Regions from separate parts of the Mus musculus genome. Here region 2 is linked to region 1. A link is a contact called in public promoter capture Hi-C data. All regions are on one chromosome and are shown on one strand. Each heading gives the region's core, a stretch centred on a gene start, on an enhancer-like site or on the middle of the called end of the contact. The rest is flanking DNA. Distances are from core to core; before and after follow the strand shown. Region 1 holds the start of Rmdn2 (regulator of microtubule dynamics 2). Region 2 overlaps Gm33055 (a long non-coding RNA gene).

Evidence for each region. Promoter capture Hi-C pulls out the DNA fragments that hold promoters and counts their contacts.
Region 2: a contact with region 1 is called in a promoter capture Hi-C map of the SN4741 cell line, with 5 times the contacts expected there. The contact joins the enhancer-like site here to the promoter of Rmdn2 in region 1. A contact is called at or near these places in 3 of 39 promoter capture datasets (the 3T3-L1 cell line, the SN4741 cell line and hippocampal neurons), 1 of 115 datasets of contacts at active chromatin or transcription factors (pancreatic cancer cells) and 2 of 9 other capture datasets (adipose tissue and pancreatic islet).

Annotation. Positions count from the first base shown.
Region 1 is chr17:79,612,206-79,618,427 of GRCm38.p6, reverse strand. It overlaps Rmdn2 (regulator of microtubule dynamics 2), which reads right to left and starts at 3,211. Exons shown (of 11, transcript NM_001368314.1): 1 at 3,060-3,211.
Region 2 is chr17:79,742,766-79,748,987 of GRCm38.p6, reverse strand. It overlaps Gm33055 (a long non-coding RNA gene), which reads right to left. Exons shown (of 3, transcript XR_385784.3): 2 at 5,661-5,732; 3 at 3,915-4,088. Among named protein-coding and RNA genes, the nearest start is that of Gm33055, 8.5 kb to the right of the region's middle. Within about 2 kb of position 2,752, at least 117 of the 459 cell types and tissues checked have an H3K27ac peak or open chromatin away from gene starts, as enhancers often do. A contact at or near this core is called in the SN4741 cell line, adipose tissue and pancreatic cancer cells, where this site is marked.

The DNA of each region.
Region 1 (6,222 bases), core at 1,962-4,461:
GAAAGCAGCAGGAATCTAGTTCCAAGGGCTGCTTAAAGGAATGTTTCTTTTCAGATTCTTATTGTAGTGGAGGGGCAAAGGCATTTGCTCTCAAGCTCAACTACCCGAGATCAATCCTCATTCCCCCACAGTGGAAGGAAAAAGACAATTCCTGCAAGTTGTGCTATTGCGCGAGTGCGCGCGCGCGCGCGCACGCGCGCGCGCACACACACACACACACACACACACCACTAAGTAAATAAATAAAAGTTAAAAAAAACCCAGATTCTTACAATATTAAACTATATGCATAGACAACAGTTACTTTCCAATTTGGATGTCCCACCTCATTAAAAAAAAAAGTAAGGACTTAGCTCAGATTTTGATGACTATTATCTCTAAGAGACTGATTGAAAATCTCTCTCTTACAACAGTCCCAGGGAGGACCCTGGTGCTTAATCTGGCCTGTCTGATGGAAGAGCATTTGTCAGTTTTTCCTTTCTTTTTCTTTTTTCTCTTTTAAACCCAGATATCCTCTGAACTAATTGATATATCTGGGAACTGTACATCTAACCAGCTGCTCCCCTCACTCACCCATGAAACCCATCGATAGCAGAATCCAATGCATCTGCAACAGATGAGGCTGTTGATAATAAGTACTGTTGTTTGGCCCCATAAACATTAAACTAGTGCATAAAACTAAATTACCTCGATAGATTACCACAAAAAGCAATAGAAATAAAAAAAGGTACCACACACTATGACACGCATCTATATTACAGGCCAATCACGCAGCAAACTTGATCATCTTAAGGCTGGTTTTTGTTTCTGCTTTTTATTGATTAATAAAATACTAGGGCTGGGAACAGTTCAAAAGTACAGTTCTTGCTTAGCATATATCAGAACCAGCATTAGAGCTCCAACAACACCCATTCTGTACCTGCCTTCTCTCTCTCTATCCCCAGCCCCATCCCACCCTTAATGAAGAATGCCCACACGCCCATCTTGAAGTCTACCATGGCCGAGCAGTGGTGGCACACGCCTTTAATCCCTGCACTTGGGAGGCAGAGGCAGGCGTATTTCTGAGTTTGAGGCCAGCCTGGTCTACAGAGTGAGTTCCAGGATGGCCAGGGCTACACAGAGAAACCCTGTCTAGAAAAACAAAAACAAAAAACAGAAACAAAAAACAAAACAAAAGAAGTCTACCATAAGGAATTTTCTTATGCTGATTTAATTCTTTGATCCAGTCCTAGTAGGCCAGCCTTGAACTTTACATTATGAAACACACACACACACACACACACACACACACACACACACATCTGAAAGATCTGAAAGGTTTTTTTTTTTTTTTTCATTTAATAAGTAAATAAACAGAAGTAAAAATCCACCAGGAGAAAGACCTTATCCCCAAGACAGAATCAGGTTTAAACACATGAGAAGCAGCCAAACTTTTACCTTTTTTGGGGTTCTACACCGGCTCCAAATGATCTCTTTGAAGTAGTTCAAGACAATAGTGCCATTATTATTTTTCAGACAAACTGCTGTAATCTACCCAGAGGGTTATCAGATTCAAGAAGTGAGAAAGGTTACCTCTGGCTTCCTGTTTCGTAAATCCTAGAGACATCTAGCCAGCGGCATGCAGAATGAGAAAGCATCAAGCAAGGACAGACAGAATGCTGACAGAGCAGAGATGGTTAGAGGTGAACTAAGGCGTCAAAACCATGAACATTAACAAAGAATAGACTCACTAGATATGGCATTTGTTTAAAAAAAAATCTCACCACTAGAAACATATAGGTCAGAGTGTGTGAATTTATGCTTCTATGTGCTTCTATGTCAGTGACTTGAAAACCCTGAATAAAAATAGTAAGGCACAAACAAGAAGTAACTTGGAGTGTGCTTTTGTGTCAATAATCGGAAATATGACACGGATGAACAAGGAAAACTATAAAAGTTGGAAATCAGAATCTGCTTGCCTACGGTGTACTTTAAAAGGTTGTATAAAATTACTTAAATTGTTTTTAGACTCTTGACTATAGTAGTATACTCTTGTCCTGAGTACAGATAAGGCAACTAAAATTTATTGAGCAGACTTTACAACTCATTTTAAGATGCAAGTTTGCATTTTGGAAGCAAAACATTATTAGTTTACAAACTTCCAGTTATAAATCACTTACGATGAAAAAGGATAGCTATTATGTTTGCATAAATGACCTAAAATTAATACAGTACACAACCAAAGGTTATTAGCAGCGAGTCACCTAGTGAAACAATGAAATGTTGACTTCCAAGGGAACTAGGACACACAATGCTTTTAAAAGAAAACATTGCGTTCATGTCTTAGTTTTACCTCTAGACATTAATGTTCTTAAAGTAACTTGAATGTTTAGAACGAGCTCCTAAGAAACATTCATACGAATTCATCAGCTGGTCCTTGGGATAAGGGGAAGGCATAAAGAGCTCGAACCCATAAACAAGAGGAACGAAAACGACCAAGAGGGTCAAGCAACATGCCTTACAAATCAGCTTTAAGTTTCAAGCTTCGGAAGGCAACATTCGGACGGAGTTCTTGGGGCTATCATGTATTCAGCGATGCAAGTACTTTACCATTGAATTCTAACACTCCATCAGACTTTCATGCATTTCCTCATCTATAATTTAAATTTGGAGCCTTTTAGTATTCAACTTATTTGCAAATGTTAGTAGTAGTGCTGTTAGTCTAGTTTCCATGTTTGTATAAAAAAGGGCAGACAATCAAAATTTTTTTCTTTTTTAGTTGGGGGGCACGCAAAGAGAACAAGGTTGGCGCGAGCCTGAGGCAGGAGCAGAGGCGCGGTGCCCGCCTCCGGTGGTCGCCTGGGCTCGGGGGTCAGGAAGCCACCTCTCCAGGGCGCAGGCTCCTCTAGGATGGTGCCAGGAGTGCCCGCAGCCCCAGGTCACCAGGCGGCAGGCCGCGACCCGGAAGTGGAGCAGCCGCCGGAAGTGCCGCCGCCTTCTTCCACACGCCCCACCGCCCGTCGGACCCGGGCTGCCGAGCCCAGCCCGCCCAGGTACCCCTTCCCTGGCTAGGTACGCACCCGGAGTCGTTGCGCAGGCTTCTCTGGGGCTGGAGCCAGGGAACCGGGACCCGCGGGCGAGCGGGCGAGCCAGGAGAGGATGGCCGAGTGGAACCCTGTGCAGCCTGCGGGTCCCAAGGTCCTGCGTGGTGGCCTTCGTGTCTGACCCAGATAACGGAGGCGCCGGGGGAGGAGCCGCTAGCGGCCCGGGGCTCCCGCCTCCTCCGGCCGCCAGCACTGCTCAGCCCCGGGCTCCGGGCCTGCTTCTCTCGACCCGGAAAGCTGAGCCCCGCAGAGCGCCCCGCAGGCCGCCTCGGAGGCAACTGCCCCCCTCCACCCGGCGCATCCACTGGGCCATCCCTGCCACCGATGGCTTCCAAGGCCTCCCCGCCCTTAGCTCACCTCCACCCCCACGGCACAACTTTTAACCTTCCTTCAGTCAAACGCAGACTTCTTGCACCATCATCTGGTTTTCCTGACTTCAACTCACTTTGATGTTCTATGAACCAAATTCCCAGCCTCTTTGTCCCCTGCTGTTTTGAGTTGCTTTCAGTTCAAAACCAGTCTTCTTGGATTCAGGTGGCTGGTGTTGAAGGTTTGCACAGCATCACGCTCTGCAGATTGTGTAATGATAATTCTGTCAAACTTTTAAAAAACTGCTTAAATGCCCCTCTGTAAAGCTCTCACTTGGAGCATGGTTGACTTAAACTTTTGACTTGATGAGAACAGTCTTTTGGGGGGAGGGTCAATATAGGGTTTCTCTATATAGCCCTGGTTGTCCTGGAACTCACTCTGTAGACAAGGCTGGCCTGGAACTCAGAAATCCGCCTGCCTCTGCCTCCCAAGTGCTGGGACTAAAGGCGTGCGTCACCACTGCCCGGCTGAGAACAGTCTTAATTACTAAAGTTCCCATCAATGAACTGAATAGAATTAAAAATGGATGCACCCCTGTTTATCAAAAACATAAGAACCAAACCGCTGTAAAAAGAATCAGGGTTGATTGATTGTACAATATACTATTCTTTACTGAAGGAAATTGAAGAAAACAATTTCACATTATAGAATTTTTACTTCCTAGTGTGAAATCAAGTTTATTACAACCTAGCTTCTGCCATTTTACTAAAAGCACAGCATGCTGGAGCTGGAGACATGGCCCAGCACACCCTCACAGGACCGGTCTCTAGTCATTCTCCTCTGTAAACAAACCACCCGGCATCTCTTCTTACATGGTGTTCCTTTCATACTGGGTTATACTAGTCTTGGTAAATCCACCAACCTTGATCTCTTTCCCTTGAGAAGCTATTGGACACATTCCTTGTCCCTCGGGGTTCATTTGTGCTTTAAAAGTTTATGCACGAGGGCTGGTGAGATGGCTCAGCAGGTAAGAGCACTCGACTGCTCTTCCGAAGGTCCGAAGTTCAAATCCCAGCAACCACATGGTGGCTCACAACCATCCGTAATGAGATCTGACTCCCTCTTCTGGAGTGTCTGAGGACAGCTACAGTGTACTTACATATAATTAAAAAAAAAAAAAGTTTATGCATGAAAGGATAAAGAGTTTAAGGAAGTAGCCGGGCGTGGCGGCGCACGCCTTTAATCCCAGCACTTGGGAGGCAGAGGCAGGCGGATCGAGGCCAGCCTGGTCTACAGAGTGAGTTCCAGGACAGCCAGGGCTTCACAGAGAAACCCTGTCTTGGAAAAAACAAAAAACAAACAAACAAACAAAAAATAGTTTAAGGAAGTCTAAACCTCCTGCTGCTTTCAGCCTACGCTGGTCCCTACGACATAATTACTGCTTGCCTGTGCCTTTTGTGTTTCTGAGTTCTAATTCCTTAATCACCTGTGACATCCATTGAGGGAAACAAACTGTTTGGTTTGAAGACAATTAAGTGTCCTGTCTGTTTCCTTGGCCTGAATCACTTTTCCTTTTGTCAAGAATTTGATAGGAATTTTATTGTAAAACTCAAGGATTGATAGCAGTCAACTATTAGAACCCACATTCCATGATTTTTTCCCATTCACCTATAAAGTTTTTTAGTCTCAACTTCATTGTGAACAGTGCTGAACTGTCAGTCCTTCAGTTCAGTTATGAAGTCTCCAACTCCTGTTTCCAAACAGCAAACTCACCCGCATTTCTCAGAGAGCTTGAAGGAAATGTTCCGCAGAAAGGGAAAGGGTCTGATGAGTCTTATTCCCAGTTCTCTGGCTTCATTCTTTTAAAGATTTATTGATTTTTATTTTATGTTTATGGATGTTTTGCCTGCGTGCGTGTTTGTGTACAGTGTGTGTGCCTTGTCTACACAGGCTAGAAGAGGGGGTTGGGTCACCTGGAGCTGGATATACAGGTGGTTGTGAGCAACCAGGTGGATGCTGGGAATTGGCTCTGGGTTCAATCGAAGAGTAGCCAGTGCTCTTAAGGGCTGAACTGTCTCTCAAGCTCCTCTGGCTTAATTCTTTAAATGTGCTCTCTTATTCTGTCCTCTTATAAAAAATCTAGTGAGATAAATAACATTACTGGTGATGACACTGAAATCTTGAAAGGGGGAAAAGTATGTCCAAGCCACACCACCAGCTCTAGAGGTAAAATCAAGCCAATCTTTGAAAAGCTTTCCTCTTTACCCCACGTAAGCCCCACTGGATAGGCCACCTTTGATCGAACACTGGACTCAGCCTCCCTCAGCTGTTCTCAGCAGGCCTATCATGATGGAGTCTGTATTCCTTACCCACTTCAGCTAATTAAGGTCCAGCCCTCAATGCTTTTGTTGGAAGAGGAACTGAACTCTTAACTCTGAACACTTGGTTCCTGAGGGGTAACCATACAGGCTTAGCAACAGGATGTAAAATTGTCATGCTCATCATGTTTAGAGTCCATTAGGAGTGAGATATGGAGAAAAAAGGAAAAATGTAAGTGTCCAATTAAATAGTTGTTTTCAATTTTTTTAGAGATCTATAAAACACTAAGAAATTTCAAGAGAGAAATTCCAAAAACTATAACTTTGGTTAAATGGGAACTTCAAGATAATAGTTTGTTAAATATGTACAAGGTTACAGTTCTTAAATATTTTCATAAGGTTAATAGATGAATTCAAGAAATTATTATTTACTTAAATATAGCAAAATGGTTGTCCACTATTCTGGTAATGAAAAGATTACAAAATAGCATTTTAAATAAGAATGAGTGACA
Region 2 (6,222 bases), core at 1,503-4,002, 130 kb before region 1:
ACTAATAGAATAATCAGTTAGTGAGGTTGGGACCCTTTAATCCAATCAGCTGGGCACAGCTCTGTTGAGGACCATACCGTAAGCATTTGGGGAACATTATAAATTGAAACCATAACAATAAATATTAGATCTATTCTCAGTATATCTCTGGTCTCTTTTTCTTCTAGCCAAGCCAGGGCTGCTGGGTCCTTGAGATTAGCCAACCTGGATCATAGACAGCCTGGCACACTGCTGAGAACACAAGATATGGAGCCATTCTATCTGCACGTGAGTGCCAGTTCCATTCTGTGATTTTTCACTGTCACCTCATCTGTAAAATGGGCATGATGTAAACCTATCTATAGAGAAGGCTTTCCTGATAATTAAATGAGGCAATTAACCTCCTGACTCCCACCATAAAGGATGACTGTTTTTAAAACTTGTGAAAAACATGGTGCTGCTGCTGCTGCTGCTGCTGGTGGTGCTGGTGTACGAAGTGGTTTTTCCAAAGGCAGAGTCCAGCAGTTTCCTTTGCTTTGTTTATTTTTCTTGCATAAAAGTTCTCTTTTTAAATTGTAATAAAATAAAATTATTAGAGTTTTACAATTCATATGGCTGAATTAATAGTGCTTTGGTAGTTTTACTCTGTCCTTGATTTTTGCATAAATCTCTTATTTTTTCCTCTTCTGTGATTTTAGGGCATTCCCACGGAGACCTTTTAATCCAGCAACGTGACTGGATTAAATGCTTTAGCAAGGGATCACATCCAAAGACTTTCTAGGTCTGTGCGGTCCAGCTGCAATGGCACACCTTTAACCTCTTAGTATGCACCATTAGTTCACATCCCTAGTACACACCTTTAAACCCAAGCAATAAAGGTAAAGTTGGTCTGTAGAAGAAAGAAGCCATGTTTGAAAGCGATGCCTAACTGAGGAGCATACAAAGTGCAAATCAGAGGAAGATCTGACTCTCATGAAATACAGGCAGGAAAGAGAGGTGATGTAAACACTGCACAGATTAAGTCAGGAGGGAAGACAGGTCCAATGAAAGCAGGTCGGTTGAGTCCAGCTCATAGGAGTTTGGTGCAGTTCAGTTGAATGCAGTTGAATTCAGCGGAGTGTGTGCAATCCCATCCCAGTCTGTTCAGTTTGTGCAGCGAGTACAGTTTAGTTCATGGAATTCAGAACAATTTCACCAGAAGCCAAGAGAAGCCAGTTTGAATCAGCCAGCTTGGAGGGGAGTTTTGAGGCAGAACAGCTGAGCTGAACCAGCCAGAGTTCAGAAAGACTAGAAATGGTGAGCTTATTTAGCAGTAAGCCTCTGAGACAATCATATCTGGTGAAAAAAATGCTACATTTATACACTGCACTGGAAAATAGGCATTGCTTTGGTATGAGACTATACTTTGATATGGGACATGCATTAAAATGGGACTAAGGTTATGGCATTTCCTTCCTGTAAAATCCAACTCCATGATTTTACTTTATAGTTAAATGGGCTCCTGTCTCTGAATTTAAGGCCAACCGTAAGCACCTAACCTTAGAGTTTGCAGGAAAAGAACATAGCCATTTCATGGGTACTGAACACACTATGGGGATATATTAGGTTTTATGCACTGACTCCTGGCCCTCCACATGAAGTGAGTTCTGCCACCAGCTCCATTTGTGCAGATGTGGAAGTGGGGCTTTAAAGTGACTGCCCTAGGTCACACATCCAGGAAGCAATGGAACCAAAACCCTTCCCACAGGCATCTGGACTGACAGCCCAAGCTTTAGCAACTTGTTATACTTCTGTGCATCAGAATGAGGCAGCTGCAGACTTGCACGAACTAGTCGTGGACTCTACCATCCCGTGGCAGCTGGCAGGTTCACGTGAGGCCACTAGTGACTAGTGCCAAATCACCGGGTGTGCTATCCTCGCTGAGAGAGAAGCTGGGAACACAGGGAGTGATACACGGACGCTGTGAAGAACTCTATCGGCTGCGATGGGCACGTTCAGAATACACATAGATGTTTCAAAGTGCACAATGCCTAAGTTTTCAGTGAGTTCCACATGCTCATAGAAATGCCCATGCATTTGTTTAAATGGGAACACAAGGCAGCTACTTCACTCCTTCTTCTTGATAAAAATGGTTAGAATTTGCTTAGAAATGCCTTCTATTGACAATAGAAATAATCAACTTTATCCTCATTAACTGTCTTCGTTTCTTTTTTACTGATCCTTCTGTCTTTCCGCCACGTCTCACTGTAATCCTTCATTAGGGTGCAACCAACTGATTCAAACACCCAGTCACACATTCTCCCTTTAAGCCGAGGTTGTTTCACTCCGCCCTGATTGTCTGACCCTCTTACCTTTGGCAAATAACTTTGCCAGGAATGTTAAGAGAACGAATAGTGTTTCCTTTAAAAACCTAGCCTATATAATGTGTGTGGCATCTCATACTGTTTTTCCTTTTATAAGCATTCAATGCTCCCTGTGGGATGCACAGTCTCACAGCTAGCCCTCCCTACTTGAATGGCCACTTGGTCCTCAGAACTCTCCTGACCAAGGTCATTAGACTACGGCCCATTTACTCACGTCTGCCTGACACCAGAGCCTAATCTCTTAACCACTAAACTAAACTGGCCTTCCAGTAGGTCAGGCCTTGTGTGCCCCTCCAACATAATTTTCCCTTGGAAGTGTAAATAGTCTTTGCTTACTCTAGGAGTGTGTCACTGGCTGTAGCTCTTGAAAGCAGTGCCAGACTGTGGTTGGGGCTTTCTGTTCTTTGGACAAAGAATGAAGGTGACTCAGCAGATTGCTTTTGTACAGCGTGGAGGACTGGGAGCACTCCCCCACTCCAACATCTAAGGAAAAGAATGCAGTCAAGTTTGCTCCTTGTGTCTTAGGCTGAGCTGGACAATAAAGATGACCTCCTCTAACCCCACTATTTGCTGCAGGGGAAGTCAAGAAACTAAGACACTCGGTCATTTGTCCAAGGATGCAGCCCTTCTTGAGGCAGGCCAAGACTGATTTTTTTTTTAATTAAAAATAAATTGCTATTCTCAATCCACCTTCATTCTCCTTGGGTTTGCTTGTTTTTAAGGAAGGCTTAAAGACAGAAGATTAAATGCCTTGTAATAGTACATTTCCATATTACATAGTTTTATGGAAAAAATAAATGTAACAATAATGTCAGCAGTTCTAAACCTGTAGGTTATAAAAGATTTCTGTCTTTAATCGAGCTAGTCTATAGAATCCCAGAGTCACATTTATGTCACATAAGATTTCCAGAGTGATGGACAATTTCCTGTAAAAAGTCAGTTGGATAACTGACCGCCGGGGTTGAGAAATTCAGGATTTCCCGGCAAAGTCCTACTTTGTCTCGTCTCTAGGAAATGCAAACTCGTCAGCATGCAAGCTTTTTGGCACTGCAACACAACCCCACCAATCTTTGTTGTCCTTGCAGATCTTGTTCATTTCTATTAAGATTCTACTCTCTTCCCTCGAAACCTCCCCGAGTGAGTAACCTCGAGGTGGTGCATTCCAGAATGAAGGGTCCTCACTCTTCCCACATTCCAGGACTTCTGGACTGGAAAATGCAGACAAATTCAGTCTTGTCCCTGCTGTAAATCTGAATCAATTACTTGAATTCTTTGGTTCCTAATTTCCCGTGAATAATTCCTGCCTGCTTGCCATCCAGGGCTCTTCTGAACATTTAAAAAGTTAGAAATCTTGTAGTCAGATGCGCTGGCCTCCGTTTCTGGTGTTAGAGCTGAGAGAACAAGGACCTTGCAGCTCTCTGGCCCCTGCATGGAGTTTTTGAGGTCATCAAGGTCCTGACCATTGACAGAATCAAGGCAAAGCTTCCCGTTCTTCCTGGAGGTTCTTTCACTGCTTAGCTCTAATAAATACCACAGAGACAGCATGTAATTATTTTTTATTAATTAATAGCCTCTGTATTGAGTCAACGCTAGTGACATATTTTTCATGCCTTAACAGGGCTGTAGATTGTCAGGAATTTCTGAAGATAGAAATGTGTGTCAGAAGACAAATTCTCCCTCTTCCAGAGCCTGGGCACATTTGCCTTGTTTTTCCAAAGCAGGTCTCAGTCATCAAGCAAGGTTAATCTGCAAAGGAGAAATGGGGAGAACAATTTCAGGCCAAGGATAAGTAGAGGTAGAACTTAAAGGTGTGGCCTGTTTCAAGACAGTGGAGGGTTCTCCAAGTGTTATTCTTTGAGGGCCACTGTTGCCTCCATTGTAGATTTTATGTATGCTGAAATTATTCCCCTGCCTCATCTCACCTCCTGTTCACTTGACCTAAGTCTTTTGGAATCCCTGAGCATCCATTATGAGAATGAGATGTCCTACTTCCCCTCTCCTGGTCCATCTTACCTTGCACCTACGTGACTATCACGTGATTGTTTGCATTCCTTGACATACTGCAAATTTCAAAGAGAAAGAATCAGCCTTGCTTATTCTCCCACTTTGGTGCTATCCTGGGTAGTATTTTTTTTTTTGTCACCTTGATATAAGCCAGAGTCATCTTGGAAGGGGGAACTTTAATTGAGAAAATTTCCTCATGGGATTTACTCTGTAGGGTTTTCTATTGATTAAAGATTGAAGAGAGAGGGCCCAATCCACTATAGACCACACCATCCCTGGGTGGTTGGTTCGGGATTGTATAATAGAGCAGGATGAGCAAGCCATGAAAGCAAAGTCAGTAAGCAGGACTCCTCTGTGGCACCTGCTTCAGTTCCTGCCTCCAGGTTCCTCCCTGGGCTTCCCTCAGTGGTGGACTGTGGTCAGACACACAAGCCAAACACACCCTTCCCTTCCCAAGTTGTTGTTGTTGTTGTGTTGTCATTATCACAGCATCACAAAGCAAACTAAGATACTTGCCTATCCACCCTCCTCTCAGCATCTTCTGGCATCAGATCGAATGAGTATTTCTTAGACAGGTAACTAACTTAACCACATGCCCACATGTCTTCATTTGTTCCTCAAATATTCAAGATTGGGTACGGAGAATGGGTCCAGCATCCACACAGTCTTTTTCCAAGAGCGGGAGCTATGCTCCTGTGCCTTTCCCTAGACAGCTCTATTTTGTTCTAGACACCAACAGATAATAGGTCTCTGTCCCTAATCTGTGATAATTCTCAAGTGTTTAAAATGAGCTGTCACACCCTCTACCTTGTATGCCTTTGTTAACCTATCTGTCCTGCCCTCAACAATTGTACATAAGCCATAGATCATACACACATCCTTTTAATATAAAGGAGTTTGCAGACTAGAGACAAGAGAGGACAGGACACAGACCTGGTCCTGAAATATCTTTGGTTCATCACAGCTGTGCTGTCCAATGCTCTGGACTTTCTCTATCTGATTAATGTCCCTTCCCAATGGTTTCCAGAATTTAACATATTCATGTATATTATATTACTCATGCCACAGACCTCCTGCTTCCAAGAACTTCCAGTCATTCTCCATAGGGAGTGATAGCGCTCTCTCTCTCTCTCTCTCTCTCTCTCTCTCTCTCTCTCTCTCTCTCTCTCTCTCTGTGTGTGTGTGTGTGTGTGTGTGTGTGTGTGTGTGTGTGCAAGAGAGAGAAGAGTTATTAAAAGACATTTTGTGAAACTTTTGTAAGCTCTTTGTGTATGGTAGGATTTCTGGTGACCAAAGTTCAATGTATATCCATACCTTACCATGCACCGCTTCTCCTCAGTACATAAAACCTTGGAGAGGAATCCAATTGCCAGGGTTTCCATCAGACTGAGAAAATATAAGGATGGACAGATTAAAATAAAATAGAGACAAGCCAGGACATTTCACACTGCCACTAATAATTTTATGATGGTTTTTGAAAATAATCAAGAGGGAGGCATGGACATCTGGCTCATGAATAAAGCTGTTTCTAATTATGGAGGGATGTTTGTTTTCAGAGCAGAGGAGACTCTTGGGTGTCCCTGTATGTGCTTTCTTTAACAGTACTTGCTTGGGAACTGGCCACCTCCAACCGCCTACTCAAAGCACATCAGTGAACCACTGCCATTTTCACCTCTGACCTGAACAGTTTGAGTCTTAATCTTTCCTTAGACCTTGAGATTTTTTTCTTTTGGAGGGAGGTTGCTTTCAAGTGGAAAATGGGGGAGGTTGGCTGTAATATTTCTTGGGTACTTTCCGCTCATTTGGGACACAGCATCATCTGGGGCCAGCAGGTCAGCGGAAGAGAAAGTACTTATCCTCGATGACACTTGGATGG